Linked DNA regions of Anas platyrhynchos: region 2 is linked to region 1. Evidence: chromatin contacts called from public Hi-C data. All regions are on one chromosome and are shown on one strand. Each heading gives the region's core, a stretch centred on a gene start, on an enhancer-like site or on the middle of the called end of the contact. The rest is flanking DNA. Distances are from core to core; before and after follow the strand shown.

Region 1 (4,239 bases), core at 605-3,104:
CAGTGCATTTATTCCTGTACTTGTTCATCAGAAGTTGCTTTTAAACAGTAGATTTTAGGTTAGTGCTTTTGCTGAAGTAAGCTTTTATTAACTCTCAACTTGGTCTTTAGTAATTATCTTTCCAGAACATGTTTTTCTTTCATTACACTACAAATGGTTGTTTTCTGAAGATTTACTGAACACAGGCTTTCAACAACATTTACAAAATATGAAGACGTTTCTGGAATTATAATCTACTGGTGCATGCAACTGTCAAAGTCCAGATAAATCAAGTAACATGCTTCCCCGGATAAAAGTGCCTGAGCACAGTTACCATTTCACAATTAGTAAGAAAGTGAAATTGTGTCCTTATCCCAAGTTTTAGACAGATTAATATATATACCACAACACCCTGTACTGATCAAATTTAGAAATTTCTCTCTTTATATATATACATATTTTTTAAAGTAAATCTTTAAAGTAACGTCACAGACTTATGGTGGAAGATGCCAAGGCCCATCCTCCTTTTTCATCTGGCAGAGTTGGGCTGCTAAACCTGTTCCATTACTAACAATTACTCATTCAATGTTTTTTTTTTTTTAAACAATAAAGAGGCCAGAAGTATTGTTTTGTTTTTTGTTTTTAATTCCATAATCAAGAATGACTGAACATTATATTCATTTGAACCAATCCAATTACATAGCTTCCATAAGTTAGTGGCTGCCAAACAAGCGTGTAGTCCAGCACCCCACCATGAGCAACGTTATCTGTTGGTTAAGACCAATTTTAAGGTTAGACATGGTACATGTAAAAATAGAACATTTAAAAACCAATCTCGTCACAGATATTTGCATTGCCATCTCCTTTGTGAAATAAATAAGGCAGCAGATATCTTCTACTTCGCAGTGGCATCTTTCAGATATGCTATCAAGTCTGCTCTCTCAGACTTCTTCTTAATACCCGCGAAAATCATCTTTGTTCCTGGGATGTACTTCTTTGGATTTTCCAAGTACTCCATCAGGGTATCCTCACCCCAGGTGATACCTGGAAGAAAGAAGATAAGATGGTTAGAGCTGTCAAAAGTGAAACATACTTCCTTGTCCTCCATGTTACCTTGCTTTCTGGCAGTCTTTAGTACTTGTAAGACTACCATCAAGGAGTGAATGTTTTGGTCTGCAGTGGCTCAGAGAAGCAGCTTTACGCTCACCTTTGTTCTTATTAGCATCTGTGTAGGAGAAGCCCTCAGCCTGCCCGGTCTTGCGCCCAAACAGGCCGTGTAGGTTGGGGCCGGTCTTGTGCTTGCCCCCCTTCTCAACCGTATGGCACTGGGAGCACTTCTGCACGAAGATCTTCTTGCCCTTCTCCACGTCGCCCATCTTCAGCGCTAGAGCAGGAACACAGCGAGAGGTCAGCGCGGGCACCAAGGTCACGCAGCTCCGGGGGGCTCCGCCGGGCCCTGCGCTGGCTCCCGGCACCACACCCGCGGCCCGCGCGCCCCGTCCCAGCCCCTAAGGCCCATCCCCGGGCTGCACCCGCCGGGCGCGACCGTTACACGCAGCCAGCCCCCCCCGGCCATAACGGTCCCTAACGGTCACTAACGGTCCCCAACGGTCCGGCCGGGACACGGCAGCGCCGGGCCCAGCCGCCGCGGTGGGAAGCGGAGCCCAGGCCCGCTAGGCCTCAGCCCAGGCCCCCCGCAGGCCGCGGCCCCCGCACCTGCCCCGCTGCCGCCGCCGCTCCCCGGCCGCCCCGCACCGCCCGGCGTCTGCCCAAGGACACGCCGGACTCCGCCCTATGTAACCCGGTGTCGGTGCAGCCAAACCGCGCCGCAACTGCAGCCCGCCCACTCCGGCGCGCTAGCCAATCAGACCTCCGCTGTCTGGCTTCTGATTGGTTGAAACGCCCGTCTGTCAATGCCAACGTCACGGCGCCGCAGGCTAGCGGGGTAGGTTGCGCTTCCTGCGGAAGGCGCCGCGCGCCGCGCTGTGACGTAACGACAAGGGGCGCGCGGGGAAAAGAAGGGGGGGGGGGGAGGAAGGGGAGGGGGCGCCCGGCGCATGCGCACGGCGGGAGGCGAAGCAAAGGTCGACTCCTGGCGTGACCCCTGGCCTCTTTCATCGTTAAAAGACAAAGAGCAGAAAGTGCCTTTTAAGCTGCTTTAAGAAATCTCAGTGGTGTAAATTCTTAAGCTTCTTTAAGCACTTCATGTGGACTGATGCAAGCTTCTTTAAGGACTTGATGTGTGCTAATTACTGACATCCATTCAAAAGGTCTCCTTTTCTTCACAGAGTGCAGACTTCAGGCATCTTTAATTCCTTTAGTTTCTTCTAGGTTTTGGTGTCTAAAAATGTATGCTCCATACTAGGCATTGCATGTTGAGCTTCACAACCACTCCTTGTGATGCATGTGGAAGGACATTGTAGCAATTTTTATTTTTTTCCTCAGGGATGCTGTTTATGAAAACTGTGCCTTGATTGAAGACGGCTGAATCCAGTTTTATTAAACATATAAAATAACAAAATGTTCTCAGGGAAGATACTGAACCTGGGAGGCTTTCAGCGCTGAAGGTGGATATACCAAAGATCCATCTGTAAAATGAACTGTTACCTTCTTATAACTGTTCATGTCTTCTCTTCTAATATCTGCCTTACACCTCACCACCCAGATGCTGCCGTTGTGATGCAGTACCGTTCCGTGAAGGTGTAAATATTACAAAAGGGAACATTCACAGGTTTTTATACTGTATTGTTTGTAGAAGTTATATTGTAGGACAGAATGTATTGTGGGATATCTAGAGGCAATGCAGAAGACAAAGTCAGGGCTTTTGTGGCTTAGCATTGCATGAGTAAACTAAATTGATTCATTTTCAATGCACAGTTACTTTCCCATGTATTAAAATTAATTGAAATGTTTGCTTTGATGTGGTTTGCCTGGAACGTTTGTGTTTTAATCTGTCAGTTATTCCCTGTGGTTACACCTGAAATGCCTTTGTATTTTTACTCCCTCAGACCATTATAAACTAGAACAATGGTTCTTTTGCAGTCAAAATTACTGCTATGAAATTCTGTCCTGAACGAAGAAAAGATAAACCAAATATGCACTGAAGTTCAGTAGTAAAGAAAATGTAGCAAAACAGCCAAACGGTTCTCTTAAGAGGTACACTGCAGATAAAAGAAGAAAGAAGGCCTTATAGGACTAGGCCAGAACTCAGGAAAGTATGGTTTATTTCTCAGTTTTGTGATAAACGTCTTGTGTGGTCTTTGACAAATATGTTATAACCAGTTCCTTGTATTGACATCATTCAGTGTTGGTGGATCAGCGATTTGTGCCGTGGTCACAGTGGTGTGCACTGGTTTTAAGAAAGATCTGTACAGTGAGTCATAAATCTCACCAGGTCAGAAAACAATACTGGCTACTTTGTACTGTTAGGATTTATTATTATTTTAGGCTGTTCAGAGGACCTGGATCGTCTTGTCTCAGAGAGAGGCCAGACAGTCCAGGCAATGCACAAAGCAGGGCGGGCAGCTGGGAAATTGCCAACATATCTCCTCGCTGAATCAATCGCACAACCATTATAATGCAATGACTTACTGACTGTTAAATTTACTGATGAGTTTAACAGGTGTGAAAATATTGAAGTACTTTGTCCTCTCTTTCATGCTGCAGATTTATGTTACAAGCATGGGTTTGCATTTTATAGCCATTTAGTAGAATCTTCAGGACTGGGGCAGGTAGAAATCTCTGTCATTCCCAACAGCTGGCCTGTGGGGAGCCGGGTAGATTAAGAAGATCCAGGATAAAGAGTCACTCTTCATCAACTTAAAATGGCCACAGAGCTCTGATTGTTAACTCAAGTGGACTGCCTCACTCAAGCATTTTTTCTAGTACCTGCTTATACACTGACAGAGGAATTATCTGTAGAGTGAATTAAGATTATAATGAGGTCTTAGACCTCAACATAACGTAGGCAGAAACATGGAATACAACTGCTCTGTTATCAGTTTTTGGTTTGAAGCAAGAAACACAGCAGTGATGTCTGGTCAGGATGAGTATAGAAGAGTAGCGGGTACAAAACATAAATGAATGAAGTCAGGTGATTTGCAATGGAGCATGAAACACCAGGAGATGACCTCCAGATGCAAGAGTTGACACAGGATAGGACTGAACCAGTTTCTGTTTTACTATGAGAAAACTCGTCCAGAATCCTTACAAACCAGGTCTTGTAGTGAAAGCAGCATAAAAACATAGATGATTCAAGAG
Region 2 (4,358 bases), core at 1,405-3,904, 110 kb before region 1:
ATTTCAGCAGATTTTGAATAAATGCAGTTACTTGTACATGAAAGGAATGATCAATAATGTTATAAAATACTTGTAGATTTTTGTAATGGCAGAAAACACAAATAAGAAGCATGGCAGTAAGGCTAGGATTTCTTAAAGCCATTCTGATATGATATAAAAAGGGAAATTAACCTTTTCCCCATTTCAGAATATTTCATGTTAGGCACACAATGAAACTACTATGAAGGCTGTAAAAGTAAATGATAGACGAAAAGGTTACCTTGCCAAAAAGCAAAATTCACAGATTCAGCATGGCATGCAGAAATAGGCGGATGGTGACTGACCTAATAGCAAGACATGAAAGGGGAAAAAAAGATGGACATGTTAACACTTGAATAGTCGTGGGGTTTTTTGTTTATTTTTTTCCCTTTTTCCCTCTCATTTTTCATTCATATATCACATTTACAATCTGAACATTTGCTTTTCTTTTGCAGTTCTTTCCTAAAGGGGGAGCCAGTGAGACTAGTAAGGTACTGAGACCTGAGAAAACTAGAAAGAAATGGGAAGCATGCTTTAGAAGGCCTGTGAATCTGTTCATCAAATGAAAATCTAACTATATATTCTGCACATTGTCTCTAATGTGATAATTACAGTTAATCTGAAGGCTCCATTCATATATTAACAGAAGCTGCACTTTAAGTACATAGGAAAAAGTAAAAAATACCAACCAAACAAAAAACAAGAGGCTAAATTACTCTGTACAGTAAATACCTACAGATCACTCAGTGTGAGGCAGGAGACAGCAATCAGTACCGCTGAAGGGGGGCCAAACGGGTGGAGAAATACAACCATGAAATTCCAGCTACCAACACCCACCTACTACTGCACTCGTGAGACCTCAGGTTTTTCTTGTATGAAACTCTAACCACACGCACTGCATTTTATCAGCATTGGGTAAAAGCACATACATGAACTGGAGCAATGACCGAAACAGCAAAGTGAGGACTGTAAGTAAATAAATACTCAATGCATACTATTAAAAGAAAATATTAAATAAAAAGGTGATTGCACAGGTGTGCAAAGGTGATTGCACAAAGCAAAAGCAACCACTCCTCCTCAGCTGCACCTTCTCCATTCTGGGTGACCAGGACTTAAAACTGACCAGGCCAAATACTCTGATGTGTAATACTGTTCTTTGACAAAAACACCTTTATTTTCAAGTCTAGTTGCTTTCCTACTACACATTTCATTTCTTAACCACACATACATGTTTCAAATGCAGTTTTAATTTCTTCTTTGTTGTTCATTTTGCAAATTTATTACTGAGCTCTTCCTTCCTTCCTTCCTTCCTTCCTTCCTTCCTTCCTTCCTTCCTTCCTTCCTTCCTTCCTTCCTTCCTTCCTTCCTTCCTTCCTTCCTTCCTTCCCTCCCTCCCTCCCTCCCTCCCTCCCATTCAGTTCTTCACTGAACAACCTCTACTTGGTTAAAAAAATAAAGCAGTGCTAATTCCTGTCAGCTATGGCCTAATCCACCGGGAGCAACACTCTCTCTCTCACATACTGCACCCAGATTAGCCCCAGATGTCACTATAATTCCTGGGTTAAACTTAGCTCTCACTTAAACTGTTATAATTCCAGAGTAAGGTCATGGAGCTAAGTAGAGCTATTATGAACACACTCTAGTCATGCAACAGAATCTCTGTCATTTTATACATTTTGCATATCTACCCCATGGATTGCACACTGTCCGTGCTAACAAGTTATCTACAGTAAGCATCAAAAGGCTTGCACAAACAAGCAACAGCTCCTGATGGAAAAAGATTTATTTAATGCTTGCAAGCTCTATGGAATTTCTTTCTTCCTACACCACCTTCCCTTCCTAATATTCCTCAACACTACACTAGTATACTAAAACTTTACCATCTATAAACTCTTGTCACTTATTACACACAGTTATAGAACAGTTACTAACAACTTAAGAATCCTCCTGTTTTAAAATTCTCCTTCAGTAAAAGCTGCCTTGTATTGATTCGTCCAGTATCAAGGGGAAAAACTTCTCAATTCAAACTCACATTAAACTCAGTATCAAACTTTTATTAACCACTTTGCTACTCCAATTTGATGTTACACTGGTACCTTCAGTGTGCTATATGTTACCTTAGAACTAAATACAATAAAGCAACAGACACATTGCTTGAACTTTAATTCGATTCTCGCTTTGACTGCTTTGTTTTTTCCCTTATTTTTCTCTTGCCCATGATACTTCCTGAGAACAAGGAAAGATCACAGAGCATTCCTTTTTGTCAGCTGTAGAACATGGTGTACAAAATGTGTCAAAACCACAAGCTTCTTTTAAGACTTTTTCTGATCAGGTTTCTAGGTTGTACAGCTTTGACTACCACACTTCTGTATTTTTTGTTGTTGTTGTTATGTCTAGACAAAACAAGACAGCTTTCAATCATTCTTACACCCTGATAGGCACCGGAATATTTAAGTTTTATCTCTTTTTAACATATGCCTCAAGCTTAGCAATTTTGGTAACTCAACTGGTTTAAATTTAATATTTTTTGCCCACGCTTAATAATTACTCGTCTATTGAAGCACTATTTTCAGCAACAGTCAGACCTTGATGTGTTGTATACATTCTTCAGCTACTAAGCTGTGATACTAGGCTCAGCCCACTAAATATTTGGACAGCAAGGAGAAATATTCAAGGTGCCATAAAAAATACTAGTGGTTGACTGACTCGTATGAGTGAAATATTTGTCATTAAAAAAGACATTAAACAGCTGAAAATATAGTAGTTTTTAATGATCACACAAAAGAACATGACAAGAACATGAAGGCTCGTTGCAGCAGTGATCAGACTTCAGTGTGGGGAACTGTACTCCCCTTAACCAAGATATCTAGGTGCTGGAGTAGACAAACTGCCAGCCTTTGCTTTCGACTGCCAGCTGTTGGTTGTCATGTTCCATGCCAGAGTTAGCTGAGTTTCCTCAAAAAACAAAGCAATTTCCTTCATTTATAATTCTGTAGGACCCCTTGAGATTTGCTGGGCTAAGGTTAGGTAACAGTAATTTTACATTTTGCTATTAACTCTAAAGGATACCAGCCATGCACTCAGCATTAAGCAGCCTATCAAACAGCAAATGTAAGGGGTGCAGCACACAGTACCTGTTCCGCAAAGAACTGGAAACCCTTATCTTCACGAACACATTCATAGGTTTCTCCAAGAACAGGATTAAATGGCTTACTTCCAGCTCGGTAGTAACTGGAGGCATACGCAGATACTGCAAATGCAGCTATATACACCTGGGAATAACATACATGGAATTTTGGTTAATTTACCACAGTCATGCATATTTTTTGCTATAGATTGGGATTTAACAGAAGGAAAAAAGAGTATGAACGTGTATGCCTCCTCCTGCAGGTTAAACACTGGATCACACATAACAGAAGTATTCAGTTTTCAGTCATTCAGGGGTTCACTGATGCATGGAGTTACTAGGATCAAACTCTGCAAATTTAATCAACTGAAAGCAGTGTCTCTGAAAACTGTTTGAAACAACTCAGCCTTTTGGAACATGCACAGTTCAAAGCAGTAACTTTAAAAATCACTGTTAGATATTTTTTAAACTGGCTTTTACAGTTACAGTCTGTGATTCTATGGATCTACATGCCACCCTTGTCCTAAACATGGCACACGAAGCATTAAAAGAGTTTTCACAAAATTTATTATGTCCAACACAGTTTGAATTGCCTTTTATCTATTGTATGCTATTACCTAATAATGAAACTGCTCTTTATTACAATTAAGGAACAGGAGATCCTTCCAAATTATTACAGTCAACACAGTATAACTCCTCCCAAGCCTGAGGAATTAGAATTAGTTTTGTTCAATTCATGTCTCCTCTGTACCGTTTTTCTCCCTTTTCATTCCCTTTTCCTCATCTTGTGAAAGAGTAGATGCTTTCCTTTCACAATTTCAGAAACCAAATTGATAAAAGAGCCATTCTAAACTGAACTATGGCAATTACTGTGCAACAGCTAACATTAATTTTGCCTCAGGAATTTCTCAAAGGCAAAGAATACTTCATTCTGAGGCAATTTTCAGATGCTTAGTTGTAGGAAGGAGAGAAAGATTTCTTTTCACCCTGATGTGAAAAACTACTGCTCATTTCCTTTTAATGCATGTTCTCAGGAGAACAACAAAAAGGTTATGCACCTAAAAAACAAATAAACAGCCACACCCTCTATCCTGAGAAGAGAACAGACACTAAATTGTAATCCTTGCAGACTGTCAGAATGAAGTTTCTTTTCAAACAGTATTTATAACAAAACTATTTACATTCATTAATAGCCTCTTTTTAACATAAGATA

What was found. A called contact is a pair of places that touch in the nucleus more often than the background predicts.
Region 2: a contact with region 1 is called in a Hi-C map of skeletal muscle, with 4 times the contacts expected there. The contact joins the enhancer-like site here to the promoter of CYCS in region 1. A contact is called at or near these places in 3 of 8 Hi-C or Micro-C datasets (liver, skeletal muscle and small yellow follicle).

What each region holds. Positions count from the first base shown.
Region 1 is chr2:125,409,147-125,413,385 of IASCAAS_PekinDuck_T2T, reverse strand. It overlaps CYCS (cytochrome c, somatic), which reads right to left and starts at 1,854. Exons shown (of 3, transcript XM_027447873.3): 1 at 1,696-1,854; 2 at 1,187-1,363; 3 at 602-1,023. The coding sequence starts at 1,355. The coding sequence ends at 875. LOC106018530 (a long non-coding RNA gene) reads left to right here and starts at 1,965. Exons shown (of 2, transcript XR_001192679.5): 1 at 1,965-2,328; 2 at 2,425-2,899.
Region 2 is chr2:125,522,182-125,526,539 of IASCAAS_PekinDuck_T2T, reverse strand. It overlaps OSBPL3 (oxysterol binding protein like 3), which reads right to left. Exons shown (of 26, transcript XM_027450954.3): 19 at 3,153-3,290; 20 at 260-323. Among named protein-coding and RNA genes, the nearest start is that of GSDME, 25 kb to the left of the region's middle. Within about 2 kb of position 2,654, at least 1 of the 8 cell types and tissues checked has an H3K27ac peak or open chromatin away from gene starts, as enhancers often do.